Linked DNA regions of Mus musculus: region 2 is linked to region 1. A link is a contact called in public targeted proximity ligation data. All regions are on one chromosome and are shown on one strand. The core of a region is the stretch at or near the end of the contact, and the rest is flanking DNA. Distances in the headings are between cores, read along the strand shown.

The links.
Region 2: a targeted proximity ligation map of embryonic stem cells shows a contact between it and region 1, with 2.1 times the contacts expected there. A contact is called at or near these places in 3 of 39 promoter capture datasets (hippocampal neurons, liver and pre-B cells), 3 of 484 Hi-C or Micro-C datasets (LSK cells, embryonic stem cells and pro-B cells) and 1 of 130 datasets of targeted methods (embryonic stem cells).

What each region holds. Positions count from the first base shown.
Region 1 is chr19:5,537,572-5,540,545 of GRCm38.p6, reverse strand. It overlaps the pseudogene Gm31166. Among named protein-coding and RNA genes, the nearest start is that of Ovol1, 22 kb to the left of the region's middle.
Region 2 is chr19:6,013,846-6,016,819 of GRCm38.p6, reverse strand. Capn1 (calpain 1) reads left to right here and starts at 1,573. Exons shown (of 22, transcript NM_007600.3): 1 at 1,573-1,714; 2 at 2,352-2,619; 3 at 2,755-2,824. The coding sequence starts at 2,353. It overlaps Gm10814 (predicted gene 10814), which reads right to left. Exons shown (of 5, transcript NR_045783.1): 2 at 2,464-2,591; 3 at 1,008-1,951; 4 at 337-503.

The DNA.
Region 1 (2,974 bases), core at 151-2,650:
ACTTTGCTTTCCGGAGTCTCCGCATCTGTAAACCGCAGTGACAGAGAGCAGACTTGCGTGGATTAACTATGTTTCACGGCTTTGGAACTACAAACGCCTAAGCACATGCTGAACGTGACAACTAAAGAGATTCTATTTTTATATAAGTCTGGCAAGGAAGACAAGCAAGCAGGTGAGGTCACGTTTCCGGGAGCCCCGGGAAGCTTGGGCGTGCTGGCCGTGAGGGACGGTTTCTCCACATAGAGTTCAAGCAAATTCTTGGATCTCCAGGTCCAAAATAATATAAAACAAGCAGCTTATCCTGACAAGCTCAAGAGACAGTGATCGGCAGCCTTGAGGAAAGAATGTTGAAGGCCCCATGAGACATCCCGACGAGCCATGTACTGAGCACAGAAGAAGGAAACAAGACAACCCGCAAAGACCCGTGGCCTCCTCCCCCACTTGTTTACTGATGCTTTGGCAAAATGCTTGGGGCCTGAGTTGGGTGGACCAAGGATGCCAAGGCTTGTCATCTAAGGAGCCTGGGAGAGGCTGGGCGGTGATTCCAGTTGGATGGGTCCCCACCCTGCACGAGGCAGGAAGGCAAGCTCATGAATCATAAGCCCCTCTTGTCCAGAGCCGCTCGCTCACGGAGTTCTGACGGATCACTCTCAGCTTCCGTGGCACGGTCCTGAACAGCCTTCTAAAGTCCTGCTGACCTCAGACCACCTAACTGAAATGGATTTACCACAGCCAGCTGGCTCTGCCTTGGCCAGACTCTTAACTGTGGCGCTTTTAAATGAGAAGCATGAGCTGCGACTCGGTTACCTTTGAACTTGGAGTTGTGTATTTATTTCTCTTTAGAATGTCTCCCTGTAGGCCTCGCATCTCTGCCTCCTGCATGCTCAGATTAGACGCATGTGTTACCACGTCTAGCATCAACCAACCTTCCTTTTACCTTTGGCTCTTTCAATGATGCCCCATCCACCTTTTCCTAGTTGGGAATTCTTGTAGTCATTCCTCTCCTACCTCCTCAGTTTCCCCACCTCAAATCTCTTCTCCCTCCTCTCTTTCCAACCTGCGCCCCCCATGCTCTTCCTGCCTGGCACCTGCAACCCAAGGCCTTCTCATGACAGCTACTGTGAGTTCAAGCGCAGGGAACATCTTGTAGGGTGAAGAGCTACCCATCCTTTTTTGTCTGGGGCCACCAAGGCTGAGTATCCAAGCCCCCCTACTCCTCCCTCCATTTCCCAGTTCACCCAGCGAGGCTACACTTTTCTCCCAGTTTTCCTGCCAGGTCCCCCTCTCCCCCAAAGCTCTCTCTCTCCTGTGGGAGTCCTGGGGTTTATCTACCCCTTGCTGGTGCTGACATGCCCTAGACTGAAGGCGCGCTCTGCAGCGGGCGAGCTCAGCAGCACAGGGTGCTGCTGTCAAAGGAGGCAGCAAGGATCCGCTCTGCTTGCCTGGGTTCTTCTGGCTCAGTTGCTGCCTCTCTGTTCCAGGCAATCCTGTTTACCTCCCCCATAGCCAATGGCCTGTGAAGACCTGGGCAGAATGGGAGTTCTTCCTGTCTCTTTTGTGCCTTAGAACCCTTCCCACTATGTTTTCTTTCTAATCCAAATCTCATTTCGAAATCTCCTGCCAGAGGGGTTTCCCAGCCCCTCCCAGTTTTGACTCAACCTGCTGATCACAGCACTTCTGAATGAAGAACAGAGACCTCAGGTGGGATTGGCTTGCCACCGGGCCCTGGGGACACTCCTGTGTACACCGCTCACCCTACCAGCAGCACCCAGCCTTATTCTCTACCTCCTGTTCTAAGAAGGAAAACCAGGTAGGTTTGAGCAAAGACTAAGGACTGGCTGGACAGCAGACAGCAAGCTGGCCATATTCCTGTCCTGGAGCTGCAGCTTCAGGCTGGGTCTGCACCAGGGACCCAGGAAGTGACCAGATCCTTCGTCTTCCCCACAACGTCTAGTGACAGCAGTTCTGCCTTTTAGTTCCCACCTGTGGCTCCACAGGTTAGCTTTTTAGACCCACCCACCCCTGCACCCCCTAGCCCTCCCCCCAGCATTGCCTAGTCTAGAGTGAATACAAACGTGGCCTGTCTTTCATGGGCTGCCTGCCCTGTAGCTGAGGGCCTTGCTCATTCTCCACAGAGATGACCCTGGGGGCGCCTGGAGGGTTAGCGTATCACCTCCTTATGCTAGCTTTATAGCGCAAGGTTCCGCTCACAACTCTTTCCCAAGAACAGTTTTGGCACCTAAAGGAACGCTGTGTTCCCGTGGTGTTGGTTTGATGAAATTAAACAGTGAGTCTTTTCCACTCCCGGCTCCAGAGTTACTGTTGTCTTTCTGATCTGCTCTCCCTCATGCCACTGCCAGACTCCTCTCATCTGAGTGAGTTCTCTCAGACTTCTGGGAATCTCAGCCTCTCCCAGGAATGCCTCCTCTCCACACTCCTGTCTTAAAATGTCTTTGTCCTCAAGGCTCTGCTGTGAATAATCGGCATGGACAAATGGCTCTTCTACACTTAAGCCAACATATGCCTCATACAAAATCCAACTCCATGCCAGGCTGGTGGCTCCTTAGAAGGCTGAGGCAGGAGGATCACAAGTTCAAGCCTACCTGGATTACAGAGTGAAACTGAGGCCACCCAGAGTAAACTGTTAACGCCCAGCCAAAAACAGAGAGAGGTGGGCGTTGGAGGCTCTCACCTTTATCCCACACTGCAGAGGCAGAGGCTGCAGAGTGTCGGCCCCAGGCTGGAAGATGGTTCAACTGGTAGAAGTGCTTGCCACTAGGCCTGACGATTTAGGTTCCCTGCCTGCACCCAGCGCAATGGCAGGAAAGAAGCGGCTCCCAGCGGCTCTCAGTCTCCCTCTCTGTCTCTTTATCTCTCTATGTCTCTCTGTTTCTGTCTCTGTTTCTGTCTCTGTCTCTCTCTCTCTCTCTCTCTCTCTCTCTCTCTCACACACACACACACACAGAGAGAGAGA
Region 2 (2,974 bases), core at 324-2,823, 480 kb before region 1:
GCTGCTCCTCTAGAGGTGCTGGGTTCAGTTCGCAGCCTTCACATCAGGCAGCTCTTTGATTGCCTGTAACTCCAGCTTGTGAGGGTCTGAAACCCTCTTCTGCCCTCTTGTGCTTACTTGCATGCATGTGCACACATAAATAAAACAACAAAAATCTGAACCCCTGAATCTGCCTAACCCTGCCACTCTCCCCTCTTTTCTCCCCGGAGTAAGCAACACCCGCTACACCTCATGTCCTCTACCTGCCTAGGCTTTCTTCAGGCACCACCCTACCTCTCCCCCGCCCCCGGCCACGCGCATCTCCCCACCCTTGCCAAAGTTCCTGCCTTTACTGACACCTGCATTAGATGAGGCTTCAGTCGGGGAAAGTGTGTGGACCAACCCTTCCTCTCCATTAACCATGAAGGCAGAGGCGTCTTCATCAGCTCATGCCCAGCTGAGCATAACGCCCAGGTGCGAAAGTTAGACGCAGTCAGCTCTTAACTTTTGGAGTGTCGAGGTGCCTAGAATCCCAAGAAAAGCACCATCTATTCAATGAATGCTTGTCCATCTTATGTAGCTTGATCGGCCATGCTGTGACCTCTATAACTGTGAAGAGCCTTGGGACCGCTCCAATCCCTCTGCATCCTTGATGCTCCAAACTCTTGTAGTGCGCCCAGGGGGATCTGCAGGTCCTGTGTGAGCCTGCCCTGGTGTTCCGGGCCTCTGCTGCCCTCTCCCGGGTCAGGTAACCCCCACAAGGGAGCTGATCCCAGGTGCGCAGACCAATTACTTGAAAGAGAAGGCCAGAATGCTACACAAAGATTGGCTAAGGCCATTGTCCCTCTTTTTTTTCTGCACGGTTGGGGAAATCGAGGCACGGATTTACCTAAGGCCATGCAGGGTGTGCGCAAAGACCGCTAGGGCGGAGTGCTAGCTCTGCAGGCCTGCGCCCTAAGGTGAGGGGGTGGGGAGCTGGCTCAGCCCTACAGCGGGTCTGCGGCAGGGACCGGCCGGGGTGGGGCTACCGTTTGTCTAGCGTCCGGCAGAAGTCAGCTCTCATCCAGCCAGGGGCAGCTCCAGCAAGCAGTTGCAGCCACCAGAGGTAATCCCTGCTTCGCCGAGCGCCGGCTGGGCTGGAAGACAGCTGCAACCCAGAGGCACGCGGGGGCGCAGGAGGCGGGTGGAGGACTGTGTTGGCGGCGTCACTGAGCCGGATCGTCCCCAGTACCTTCCCGGAGGGCGACATAGGGTGGGGCCGGCGGCTCTGCAACTCGAGCTGCGGCCCTAGTTAAAAATACCCCTTGCCCTACCCTCTCTCTGGCCGGCGGTGCCCTTCTGTCCCAGTCCAACCCTTCTCACCCGGACCGGCGACCGGCTCCTCCCGGGAGACAACTCTGCCATTTACCAATTTGTCCTCTCGCAGAGCTGGCTTAGAGTCTGCAGAGGAAGGGGGCGGGGGGAGGGGACTGAAAGACACCCTAAGTAAGAGATAGTAAAAAAGTGTTGCGGGGGAGATAAGGGAGAGCCTAGAGGGAGCGGGGTAAGAGCCTCGGGCGTAGGTGGAGGACCAGGGAGGGAGGGACCAGGGCCGAGGGGCGGTGGAGGAGGGCGGGGAGGAGGGCAGGGAGGAGGGCAGGGAGGAGCGCTCTTCCTGGTTGGGCCCTGCCCTGAGCTGCCACCAAGGAAGCCAGCCCCAGGGACCGCAGCAATCTCCCAAACTCCCCTTCCCCAGGTAAGAAGTTGGGTGTCCAGACTACGACTGTTTGACCCAGGCCACTGCTTCTGGGGTTAGGGGGCTGTCGCTGATCAGCCCCTGCTTCAGGTCTTCTGTGTGTTTGCCTGAGGGTTAAGGGTCCGGAAGCAGCTCAACCCAGGCGCTCAGCTCAACCTGTCCGCTGTAGCTGGGCCAGTGTCCAGTGCTCTGATGTTCAGCTTGTGGAAAGGCATCAGTGCGTGGAGTTTTCAGTTCCTAAGCCGAGGAAAGGGGCAAATGAACTAGATGCTTGGCAGCTTTGTGGAGGGGAAGTTACAGGCAGGCAAATGGTGTCAGGGATCGTACCTGGAGTACCTCTGCTCTGCTGCTGTGGCTGGCCTCCACCCTATCCTACCTGCCTGGATGGCTGATACCAAACTGTCACCTCTGGGCGGTAAGAATAGGGAAAAGAGAGGTGGTGACCAGGATACCTAGAAACTGGACACCCCTTTCCAGATTCTGAGAGCCTAACAACAAGGTGGCTGAGAGTCCCAGGCACTGTAAAGGGAGCAGTGACCCATGTTTGGGGAGGAATGAGTCCAGGAGAATGTCGGCAGGCAGTTGTGTTTTATCCCTGGGAAGGCCTGCATCTCTACCAGGCCCATGTGTTCCCCAGGATGACAGAGGAGTTAATCACCCCTGTGTACTGCACCGGGGTGTCAGCCCAAGTACAGAAGAAGCGGGACAAGGAGCTGGGCTTGGGCCGCCATGAAAACGCCATCAAGTACCTGGGCCAGGATTATGAAACGCTTCGGGCAAGATGCCTGCAGAGTGGGGTCCTCTTCCAAGACGAGGCCTTCCCTCCGGTTTCTCATAGCCTGGGCTTCAAGGAACTGGGTCCTCATTCCTCTAAAACCTATGGCATCAAATGGAAGCGGCCTACGGTAAGAGGGCCACTCTGGGTGGAACTTGGTTCTGATGGTGGTGGGCAATGGGACTGGGCCCCCCCATTATTCGTGGTGTCTGGGTACCAGTTTCTAGGAGGGACTGGCCCAGGAACATGACCGTGGGTCTTGTAGGAACTGATGTCAAACCCCCAGTTCATCGTGGATGGAGCCACCCGGACAGACATCTGCCAGGGAGCACTGGGTAGGCCCCCAGGGGTGGGGTTCTGGGCGTTTGCCCCATTGTAGTTCTCCGTTCCCGTTCCATTGGGCACTGCCCCAACTCCTCCCTCCTGCAGGTCCAGACAGGTTTTGACTATCAGCATAGGTGCTGGTTCGCCCAGATTCCTGGGTC